Regions from separate parts of the Mus musculus genome. Here region 2 is linked to region 1. Evidence: chromatin contacts called from public Hi-C data. All regions are on one chromosome and are shown on one strand. Each heading gives the region's core, a stretch centred on a gene start, on an enhancer-like site or on the middle of the called end of the contact. The rest is flanking DNA. Distances are from core to core; before and after follow the strand shown.

The links. A called contact is a pair of places that touch in the nucleus more often than the background predicts.
Region 2: a contact with region 1 is called in a Hi-C map of uterus, with 2.1 times the contacts expected there. The contact joins the promoter of Pbld2 here to the enhancer-like site in region 1. A contact is called at or near these places in 1 of 484 Hi-C or Micro-C datasets (uterus), 1 of 115 datasets of contacts at active chromatin or transcription factors (bone marrow-derived macrophages) and 2 of 9 other capture datasets (adipose tissue and pancreatic islet).

The regions. Positions count from the first base shown.
Region 1 is chr10:62,844,925-62,850,854 of GRCm38.p6, reverse strand. All of the region lies in intron 3 of Tet1 (tet methylcytosine dioxygenase 1), which reads left to right. Among named protein-coding and RNA genes, the nearest start is that of Gm51805, 18 kb to the left of the region's middle. Within about 2 kb of position 3,699, at least 38 of the 459 cell types and tissues checked have an H3K27ac peak or open chromatin away from gene starts, as enhancers often do. A contact at or near this core is called in uterus, where this site is marked.
Region 2 is chr10:63,020,968-63,026,897 of GRCm38.p6, reverse strand. It overlaps Pbld2 (phenazine biosynthesis-like protein domain containing 2), which reads right to left and starts at 2,386. Exons shown (of 10, transcript NM_026085.2): 1 at 2,162-2,386. Hnrnph3 (heterogeneous nuclear ribonucleoprotein H3) reads left to right here and starts at 3,049. Exons shown (of 10, transcript NM_001079824.1): 1 at 3,049-3,178.

The DNA.
Region 1 (5,930 bases), core at 2,450-4,949:
TCTCTGTTACAAGAGCCCAGGGTAGCCCTGATTACACTATCCTCCTGCCTCAGCTTCATGAATGCTAGGGTTACAGATGGGAACTGTCATCTGCCTCACAGTGTGATTCTAGAATACTACCTTAAAACTTGATTGTCTGTAGTGTATTTTGCTATTTTAAAATTTTTCTTTTGAGGTCTGTTTATGTACTTCCTGGTGGCTTTGAACTTGAGTCTTTTGTTTGTTTTTGTCTTAGCTTTACAGAAAACCTTAGCTCTATGAATGAATGAATGAATGAATGAATGAGATTATGAATGATGGTTTGAATTTTTCTCCCTTTGATTCCCTTTCAATAAAGGGGATTTTTTTCACCTTTCCTTAATAATTCTTCTGATTAATTTGTTTTTCTTATTAAAATAGACTGTCCCTGTGAATCCTAGGGTAGCCTTGAATTGTTTGCTTCTTTCTTCTACAGACTCTAACGACTACTGGTAGAGTCACCCACCAGGCTTGGCTAAAAACAACAGTTGGGTTATTAGATTTTGTTTTGAGGAAAGTTGCGTCCTCTACATATAGTCCAGGCTGGCCTGAAACTCATTGTGTAGACAGCAGAGGCATTCCTCAAATTCAGTACAAACTCAGTGTCCTGTCTCCTCCTCCCCAGGCCTGGGTTTATAGTTGGGAGCAACAGCACCCTGCTTTATTTAGGATGTACATGTTTTTGTAAACAAACCAAAGAAAGGGGGTAAACTTGATCTTGACTCATGGATCACCTTTCCTTCCTTTCTTTCTTTCTTTCTTTCTTTCTTTCTTTCTTTCTTTCTTTCTTTCTTTCTTTCTTTCTTTCTTCCTTTCTTTCTCTCTCTCTCTCTCTCTCTCTCTCTCTCTCTCTCTCTTTCTTTCTTTCTTTCTTCCTTTCTTTCTTTCTTTCTTTCTTTCTTTCTTTCTTTCTTTCTTTTAAATATTTTCTTTATTTACATTTCAAATGTTATCCCCTTTCCTGGTTTCCCCTCCGAAAACCACCTATCCCATCCACCCTCCCCTTGCTCACCAACCCACCCACTACTACTTCCTGGCCCAGGCATCCCCCTATAGTGGGGTATCGAGCCTTCACAGGACCAAGGGCCTCTCCTCCCACTGTTCAACAAGGCCATCCTCTGCTACATATGCAGCTGAAGCCATGTGTACTCTTGGTTGGTGGTTTAGTTCCTGGGAGCTCTGGGGGGTACCGGTTGATTCATATTGTTGTTCCTCCTATGGGGCTGCAAGCTCCTTCAGTTCCTTTGGTCCTTTCTCTAGCTCCTTCATTAGGGACCTTGTGCTCAGGCCAAAGGTTGGCTGAGAGCATCCACATCCATCACATTTCTTTGTAATAGTAGTTTCCTTTCCAGAGGTGAGCTACATGCAAAGTTCTAGCTCTTGAGGTAGGAAGGAGATCAGAGGACAATTTTTCTTCAACTCTATTTGGGATTATGGATATCTAGGGCTTTCTATGTAGGATGGGCTGGCCTCATACTCACAAAAAATTCAATGGCCTCTGATTAGAGTTTATAAACCCAAGGTCTTCATGTTCTCCCGCAGTTCTATGTGGCTGTGGATAGAAGGGATGTGTGGGTTGGAGGGAATAATAGGATAGCCTCATCTCCTAGAGAGAAAGAGAGAGACAGAGAGAGATCCTATCACTCAGAGTTGGAGTAGATGTGGTCCTCTCAGCTGGCTCCTTGATAACTTACTTAGCCTCCCAGTTGCAGAGCAATGCCTCTGCATCAGATATTCTTCTGCACGTTGGCTATTAGTAAGGAACTGGATGCAGCCTGCTACAGTTCAATGTCAAGGGGGTATCAGATCTGAGGCTTCCCACTATTTTCATGCCTCAGGGTCAAGGTGACTTTGTAGAATGTGTAATGAGGCTATTTCACTACCCCCGCCCCTTTGCCATTTTGAGAAAGGTCCTACTGTGTAGCATAGGTTGGCCTTGACCTGCTTCTCCTAGTTCCACCTCTAAAGTGCTGGGTTTATAAAATTGCACCAAACTGTTTGTGTGTGTGTGTGTGTGTGTGTGTGTGTGTGTGTGTAGTTACAGGCAGTTGTAAGCTGCTAGATGTGGATGCTGGGAACCGAACCCAGATCTTCCACAGAGCAACAGGCTCTCTTAGCCAGCTCTCGTGTTGTTTTTATAATCCCAAGTGCATACATACAGTGTGATTTGCTGCTTACTGTCATTTCAAATGCCTTTCTCGCGGTTCTTTCTCTGAATGTCAGCCTTGATTGCCCACAGCTACTACAATTATGTATCACCCAGTTACTGCAAGTGGTTCATTGAGCCAGTTCTTGCTTTCCTTGTAATAGTTCCATGGGTTTATTATTTGTTTTACATTTTATTCACCTGTTCTGTTTATGTGTGAGTGTGTTAGTTTGTGTGAGCGCCCATGCATGCACACATGTTGACTGACCTGTGTTGACGTACCATATGGAGATCCAAGGACACTTTTTACTAGTTTCACTGAGGTATTCATACTTGGTGGCAATCATCTTTACTCACAGAGCCTTCCTTCCAACCCCCTAGTAGAACTGTTTTTAGTGTAAGGTTTTCGCTCTGTATTTTATTACATGTATGTGTAATTGTGTACTGTACTTACACAAGCTTCCTTATTTTAGGGTGTATAATGTCAAACTTATTCACTAGATCAATAATTGTTTTTGCTATTTGATACTAGGGTTTGTTTGGTTTGGTTTGGTTTGGTTTTGGTTTTTCGAGACAGGGTTTCTCTGTATAGTCTTGGCTGTCTTGGAACTCACTTTGTAGTCCAGGCTGGCCTTGAACTCAGAAATCTGCCTGCCTCTGCCTCCCAAGTGCTGGGATTAAAGGCGTGCACCACCACGCCCAGCTGTTTTTTGTTTTTCTTAAGACAGGGTTTCTCTCTGCATCCCTGGCTGTCCTGGACCTCACTAAAATCCATATAGAGTTAAGGGCTGCATTAAGGGCTGAGCAACTCTCCTAGGCTGGAGTTTAGTTTTGAATCTCGCTTCAGGGCTTTGAATCCCAGGCCTGAAAGTTTTAAAAAACAATGCCCAGCAATTGCTACCCGAGGATGTATTGCTGTATGGATATCTTGAGAGAGCTTCTCTGCAGTTAAGTCACCTAGCCCTGCTCTTCACTGATTGTTTAATCAGCTTTCACTGTCTATAGGACGGCTGTATCCCAAGCTGATGTGCTTGGGCCTGCACTACTTTTGCAGATAAAATACCCAGGGGTTTGGAGCAGGGGCCTCATTGCTACTGAGCCCGTGCTGAGTCTTCGTCGTGCCAGCAACTTGTGGTTTTGAAGGTTTGATTCATTTCTTCTGCCCTCGTGTCCATGGTTGGCAGCACACCAAAAGACTACTAGATTTGGCCCGAAAAGCTCATTTAGCAGTGTTCCAAGAAGAGTGGAATAAGCAGTGTGTTGTGGTCATAAAAAAGCCTCCTAAACTATGTGCTGATCTCTACAGGTTCCCCGATTATATAACATCAATGTTTAGTGAGATGCTTGCCGTGAGAATTAAGGCAACTCACAATCCTGTTTTGATTTGTCACAGAGCCCAGGCTGCTGAGGACCTCTCCCAACCGTTCCTGATGGTCATCCTGCCCCCTCCTCCCCAGGGCTGAGATTACAGGCATAGGCCAAGGAACACCTGTGGTTTATGGGGATTGAATCCAGGCTATCGAGCACATTAGGCATGCAATCGCTCCACCAAGTGGGCTACATTCCTAACTGCCTCTCCTCTCCTCCACACTGCCAACCCCGCTTCACTTGCGGCCCAAGCTGTTCTCAAACTTAAGTGATTCAGAGCATAACGCTAAAGAATATATTTTCTTTATGTTCCTGTAATTAAACTGACATTGTTTTACAAAGACATTTTAGGGTAATTATGTGTAGTAATTATACAAATCAAGGCATGAGGTCCATGTGGTCCATGTGTTAAGACACATATCACCCCCATCCCATCCTTTTTTTTTTTTTTTTTTTTTTTTTTGGTTTTTCAAGACAGGGTTTCTCTGTATAGCCCTGGCTGTCCTGGAACTCACTCTGTAGACCAGGCTGGCCTCGAACTCAGAAATCTGCCTGCCTCTGCCTCCCAAGTGCTGGGATTAAAGGTGTGCGCCACCATGCCTGGCTACCCCATCCCATCCTTAAAACATACTGTGCATATTTATCCGTGAGGTATATTACATGTGTATGGGCATTTTGCTTCCATGCATGTCTGTATCACATTGTGAGCCAGCATGTAGATGCTGGGAATCAAACCTGGGTTCTCTGGAAGAGCAGTTCTCTTAACTGCTGAGAAGGCTCTCCAGCCCATATTTATAGGTCTTATAAAGATGGTGTGTGTTGCTATCTCATCCAAATAATGCCAGATGCGGCAGTTTGCCCCTGCACTCCCAGCATCATGTGTCGTCCAGAAGTTTGAGTAGTGCCTGTGAACACAGCATCTGGGTGAGCACTAGACATCCGAGGAGTGGTCCTGTGGTCATCCTTTCTTCCTTGCCTTTGTCCTTTGTATTCATCGGTGGGGCTGCAGGTCGGGAGGAAGTTTCTCTGCTATCTGAATCGGTAGACATGCCCGAGGATGTAGAACCTGCACCGTGGAAAGGGACCGGGCAGTGGGAGACGGGGAAAAGTGAGTGACGGTGGTAGATGGTCCCTGTAATTTTGGACCATCTGGGTAGAGTGACAAGAGAGTCAAGACCAATACGCCATACATTATATTATTTAATAAAAACAAAAAAAAAACTTTTCAATTTGTTTTTGAGATTTGTTTACTCTGACTTTGTTTTGTCCCTTTTAGCCCTGGCTGTCCTGGACTCATTTTTGTAGAGCAGGCTGGCCTCAAACTCACAGTTCCACCTGCCCCAGTCTCCCTAATGCTGGGATTAAAGGCATATGCCCAGCTTCTTTACTTGGGTCTTTGTTCTTTGTGTTTGAAGACAGGGTCTCACAATGTAACCCTGGCTGTCCTTGAACTCGTGGTGTAGATTCATCTGACTCTGCCTCCTGAGTGCTGGGATTCAAGGCCTGCACCATTATGCCTGGCTTGATGCTAGGTTTAAATTTATCAAGGACAACATAAACAAAACTACAAATATGACACAGGAGATATGTGGAGGTCAGAGGTCAATTCATGGATTCAGTTCTCTGCAACATTTGTCACAGGAATGGAACTTGGGTCACTAGACTTGGATATAGTCACCTGCAGGATGTATGTAGTTCGGGTTAAACTAGAACTTCCTGAGCAGTAGGGGGTCATCTTGAACTGCTTTCCTGCCTCTGACTGCAGGTGTGGGCCACCACGCCCTGTCTATGTCTTACATTAAATACTGAAAGTTTAGCATTGGGTGTGAGTGCTCTCAAGGTATAAGTTACACTGTGAACCTCACAGGCTTCAGGTTTCTTGGGGTGAATGAAGCTCCCGTCGTACGTAGAGTGCATGTCTAGCACCCACAAGGCCCTGTTTGACCCCCAGAGTTAACATAAAGTGACACATGGTCACAGTCCCAGTATTTGAAGGCGCGCACATTCTGGAGGTCAATGTTGGATTGCAGACCTGGGACAAGCAGCCGAGGAGCCTGTCTAACCAAAGAGCACCTGGCCTCTAGGTTCTCCCAGCATGCCTCAGCCCCTACCTGTTACAGGGTATGGCTGGCATATCCCGTCCTTTACCCTGAATTTTCCAGCCTAGGTCCTGGGCTTTCCCCCATTTGGGACCGGTGAACACATCTGAGAGCTGTCCCCAGTAAAGCTGCCTTTATACTTTAATTTGACTTTAATTGGCTTATTTTGCCCTCAAGAAAACTTATCAGGTTAGCAGTTCACCAGAGTCCTCATTCGTGCGCAGAGTTAACTGAGTCGATTCTCAGCTAAAATCTGATAGTTTTTAAAAAATTGATTACATATTGAAATCATAATTGAA
Region 2 (5,930 bases), core at 1,137-3,636, 180 kb before region 1:
TGAAGAAGGTGTTCGCTCTTTTAAAGTCATCAGATATTTAGTTCATAAGCCAAAGAAGGAATCCTTCACAAAGCCCTGTCAGAGTTGATGTTCCAAAGCCCTTAAACACAGACTAGACACAACTCCAATACAATGCTGTGGACTGTTTTGTTCTTGGCTTGTTTTCATGCAGGCAGAATGATCTGCAGTATCATTAGGGATCTATGAACACCGACGGTAGACTACTTTTTAGCTAATGTGCTCTGTCTGCCCCCAAGAGAATGCACTCTCAATTTCTTTCATTTCCCCGAAGGTCCTGCATGGAATTTTCCTACTCCCTTTATTCTGATGGAGTGACGCAGGGTGACTGAGCCTCGGATTGTTTTCCTCCAGGAGCTGTGGGCATTTCCATTTCCTTCTCCTGCTTCATCTTTTCTCTTTATACACTATAACAAAGATGGACTTCAGGGTCCCTCTGACCTCTATTCTAACAGGAGAGCACATGAAAGAGAGAGGGGGGGAGGAAGTGGGGAAAGGAGAGGGGGCAAGGAAAAAAGAGAGGGGAGGTGAAAAAAGCAGCTGGGAGCCCCGAGTTGTAACCGTCTCCATGGAAACAATTCCTTAGAGATCAATCTGGAAACAATTCTGTAGGCATCCCCGGAACAGCAGGGTCCAATCACACCAAGCTTTACAACAGGATTCAACTGGGTGAGGAAGGAGCAGGTTCTTTTTTTTTTTTTTTTTTTTTTTTTTTTTAAGGAAAATTAGTAAACTAAGAAGCTAATACAAATTACCTTTACCATGGTCAAATGCCTCTTTAAATGAAAACTTCCCTACTTGCTGTAACAAAAGGGCAAAAGGCCTGGAGTACTAATTTGAAGACCTAAATCTTCATAGTGGTAACCGGCACTCACCACAAAGAAATGACAGAGACACGCCTCCAAAGAAATGACAGAGACACGCCTCCAAAGAAATGTCAGCATTGGTTGAAAAGTCATACATTAGAGCCATCAAAACGAATTGAGGATTGTGGCCGATAACCACACAAAGTGTGTGCAAAGAATGCCAAATTCATTCATGCTGTAAGCAGACTGAATTCCAGGGGAAGAGGAAAAGGGATTACAGAATTCCACCTACCCAATCATGTTGAAAGAGTGAAAGGTAAAGGAGCCATGTAATTAAAACCCAATAGAAGAAAGGCCCTGGGAAGGTTTCATCCTAAGAGTTCAGCTTGGAGTACTGCTAATAAGCCAGTTCCCTTTAGGTTTGTTACCCCCTCCACCCCACCGCCCAGAGGCAGTGTTTCTCAGTGTAGCCCTGGCTGTCCAGGAACTCACTCTGAAGACCAGGCTGGCCTCCAACAAAGAGATCCAACTGCCTCTGCCTCCCGAGTGCTGGGATTAAAGGTGTGCACCACTACCCAGCTAAACCAGTTACTTTTTTAAAAAAGAGAACATACTTTGGGCTCTAAATCAACCCCCAGCTATTAAAAGGAGGGGGTGGGGTAACTTTAGGGGATTAAAGTAACAATAAAATAACCAAGCTTCAGCAAGTGTCTGGCCAGTAAGCCACTAACTTGTCACCACATAAAAGAGTTTAGTGTTATCAAGTGTAATTATTTTCACTCTTGTGGGACTAGGGACTGCATCTGTGAAATACCACTTTGTAAGGCTATGGAGACACAGAGGGTCAGGAGTTCAAGGACATCCTTGGCTACCCAAGAACAAAGACAAGGAACTGCTTACCATGCCATTTCAGGAAGTACTTAATAAACCTGAGCTATGACGGCTTCTAGAACATACTTTGATTTTCCTGTCTGTAAGTATAAGCACACTGCGCCCCCCCCCCCTTCTCTGAAGGATATTTTGGGCTATAAAATCAGTAGAGTACTAAAGACTTTCAAGTAGGTTTGAAGATGAATTAAAGCCGTGAAATACAAGTTTCCATACAAGAAAGTCATTGGCCTCTTGGCTCTAGTATAAACATAAATAAAAATTCATAGTAAATCAAATCCAACCTTCCACACTGCCACTACTCCACTCCACATGGACTTCCCAGTGTTTGTAGCACAAAGAAATCTTTGGATGCACACTGAAGGGTGATTCCAACCCAGCCCCATCCACGTTCACAGCCTTAGTCTGTCCAGCCCGGCCTCTTTTCGCCCTCTGCTGTCCGTACCCACCTTAATTAGCTTTGCTCTCCCAAGTCTCTCAACACCAGGGTGGCCCTCCACCTTCCCACAGCCTTTCCATGTGCAATTTGTGTTACAACTTTAAAAAAGCCATAAACGGGTCGGGAGCAATCTTGGTAGCACGACAGAACCTCCACATGCGGTTTTTTTAGGTGTCTCCTGCGAGCACAATTTTTAGGAATACCAAACTCTTACTTAGATAAAGTCTATTGCCGTGAACCACAGACCCGTCACCCGGGTTTAATGGAGAGAAAAACCGAACCTGGCAGGTAGGAAACCAATCAAGGCGCCAAGGCTGCCTACGCAGGGGAACAAAGGGGATGCCCCAGGCTAGGACGGGAATCCTGCTGGGTTTAGACGCTTTGTATCTTCGCAGGCGCAACATTCATCTTTTTTTCTGATTGCATAATGCAAATATGGTGGACCAGCAAAGCCGTCCCCGGGTTGGGGGGCGGGGTGACAGAAACCACGTGGCTCCTTCCGCGCGGGGGCCTTTGTGGGATCTATTCCCAGTGGAGCAGATAAGAAACTTAGCAAACCGCGTGACCACGGCTCCTCAGAGGCCCGTGGGGAGGGACAAACGTGAGCTCCGGGGTTCAGAGGGTTGGTCGGTCGGCGGGAGCCAACGGAGTCCGCCACAGCCCACTCGCTGCGACTCCACGCCCACCACGGTGGCAACCGGGCAGGTCCCGAGTGCGCAGGTGCGCTGCGCCCCGCCCCCTGGGAGACCACGCTGTCACTCAAGTATCGCGAGAGCAGCGCGGCAGAGAGGGGGTGGGCCTGGGCAGTCGGCCCTGCCCCCTCCCTCTCTCTCGCCCCCCTCCCATCCCCCCTCGGCAGTCGCTCGGCTGCGCAGCTCCTAGAGCGGTTGGCGCGGCGGGAGACGGTTGAGGGGAGCGAGGGAGCCGAACCGTTGTGGCGAGCGCTCAGCAGCGGGCGAGCCAGGCGTCCCTGCCCGCGACCAGACCCGCGCGAGCGTCGGTGTAGGCGTTGCTTACGCCCCACAGGGTATCTGAAGTAGAAGGGGGGGTAGGTTGGGCCGGCGGTGCCGACAGCGGAGTCGGGAGAAGGACGAAGAGCCCGGGAGCGGGTGAGGGAACGCGGAGTGGCCGCTCGCTCGCTCTCCCCCGCCGCTCGGCTGCCGCCATCTTGGGGGCCGGTAGCGGTCGGGTCGCCTTCCCGCCTTTCCCCCGCTCGGGCTACTTTGTCGCCTCCGGCTTACGGGAAAGTGTCCGGCAGGAGAGAGTGCGGGCGGGAGATCCGAGCTCTCCGGTAGGGATGAGGGTGGGGAGCTCAGCGAGCCGGGAAAGCGGGACGCGCTCCGGGTGGAAATGGCGCTCGGCGGGCCCGGCCACCCACCGGGGCCTCCGGTGCTCTCGAAGGGACTACCTGGGGCCGGCGGGGCTGCGAGGGGCTGCTGACGCAGACTCCAGGGTTGAGACAGGGGGAGCTGGGGGCGGGGGAAGGAGAAGCCAGTGACGACGAGGGCGCTCCGATGCCAGATGCAGGACAAAGGCGGCCGCGGTCCTCCTTTGTAATTCCGCCGCTCGGTTGCGATGGCCTTGGCCGGGGGCCGGAGGCGGACTGTCCCCTATCTCCCGGGTCTCTAGGGCGAGCTGGGCAAACGGAAAATCTCCGGGAGGAGGCAAAGGACGCTTAGCCGACCTTTTAGTCCCTATTTGGAACTGCGGAGAGAGTCCGTTGCGCATCTCCAAAGAATTACCACCCACCTACCCCATGTCCCCCTCTTAGGTGTCGACCAAGACTTTTCATTTTGGAAGAGAAGTGCATGGCTTTTCTAATAGGAATAGTGCAAAGTGGGTGTGTTTCAAACAGGTCCGGGCCAGGTGAACTGCGAAGGTGCTGCGTTTAGGCAAGGGTGGAGAGTTAAGTTGTGTTTGGGGTAGTTAACTCTCCAGGAGTTGTGTTTTGTGTCGTTTTGTAATTAAGGCCGAAAGCCCAGTGCATTTCGTTTCATTTGATGGCTGAGCATGTTTAAAACTTGTATCGAACTGTGGTGTTTTGAAGCCGAAATAGGTCTCTTAAAGTGGAAGCCGAATCGCGTACCTAGTTGACGCGTTTTGGGTCCTTAAATTGGAAGCCGAATCGCGTACCTAGTTGACGCGTTTTGGGTCCTTAAATTGGAACTGTCATTAATTTTCATTGAAAATGGGTTAAAAAGGAAAAAAAAAAAAAAGCACATTTGGGCCTGAAAGTTAACTTGCTCATGAGTAATGGGAAAACTGTTAACGTACATTCCAATATTTAAAACAAAAGCTGGATAAAACGCCCAATCGTATTTTGTGAGTTCCAGGGCTATAGAGCAAGAATCCGTCTCAAAACGAAAAAAAAAAATCTCCAAGAAACAGATTACCACCTAGAAAAAGGAGGGTTTTTGGTTTTTTTGTGGCTTTTTTTTTTTGTTGTGTTTTGGTTTTGTTTTTCCTTAGACAGGGTTTCACTGTATAACCCTGGCTGTCCTGGAACTCATGTCACCAGGCTGGCCTCAAACTCAGAAATTTACCTGCTTCTGCCTCCCAAGTGCTGGGATTAAAGGCGTGCACCACCACGCCCGGCCAAAAAAGGAGATTCTTCATGGACTTTGGAAATGCAGAGGGTTCAGATCTACTATAACGAACTAAAAGATACGTCCACATTTTCTTGATTGGGTTACATTAGAAATGCCTTTACTTTTTTTGAGACAGGATCTTGATGTAACTGGATGTGTACTGAAGGCCTCCCTCTTGGAGCCTCTGTCTCCCAAATGTGTTTTGCTTTATTTTGAGATAAGGTTTCATTGTAGACCATGCTGGTCTTGATTGGAGGATCTTGATATTTCTGCCTCCCAAGTGCTGTGAGCCACCATCAACTTTTTTTTAAAGTGGTATACCACAGATTTTAGTACATTGCTAGTTATCAGACCCTCACTTCAATCCGGTTTTAAAAAACGCTTCTATCATTTCAAGAAGATACATGTACCAACAGTCATCCCATGACAGTGTTCTCTATGTCAAACCTCAGAAGCAACAGATCAGGTTCTGCTTTTTGTTTGTTTGCTTTTTAAAGATTTTTACGTGTTTGTATAGTTGGAATAGTACATAGTCTTTTGTGACTGAAATTTTTGCTTTCTATTTAAAGTCTCAAAAATGTTACTAAAGCTGGCTTCATTTTAACTGCTAGTATTTTTAAATTGGTCCTACGACTTGGAGGTTTTGTGGTTAGTGTTTTGCTGTTTACCCTGGCTCTCCTAGGACTCCTAGCCTCAAACCATCCTTCCACTTTCCCCTCCTTAGGCTACGGGAGCAAGGACTGCACCTATATAGCTCTTGGGGTGGAGTGGGGGATGTGACTCAGGTTGGTCTCCTGTCTCAAGCTCTGAAATTAGTGGCATGAGAACAGTTGGGATCCCCAAAGCAGAGTAGTGATTAATTTATGACAGTTACAAATAAGGTTGGCGTATTGTAAATAGTGACCTGATACATAGCCTCTGGAAACTGGAGGAATCAGAACAGACTGCCCTTCTTCAGGTTTTAGTAGGACTCTAGACTTGAGCTAAAAGGTATATTAGAGCAAGGCTGTTTCCCTCCTCTCTTTACTTGAATGGAAAGTCACCCCGTGAGAAAATATGTTGTCCAAATCTGGTTTTGCTCAGTAACATTTTGTTAATTGAAGTCAAGAACTGTTGAACAAAAATTTTCCTCTGACTTGCACATTGCACTGAGGTATATGTGTGAAGTATGAGCACATATACCAGATTAAC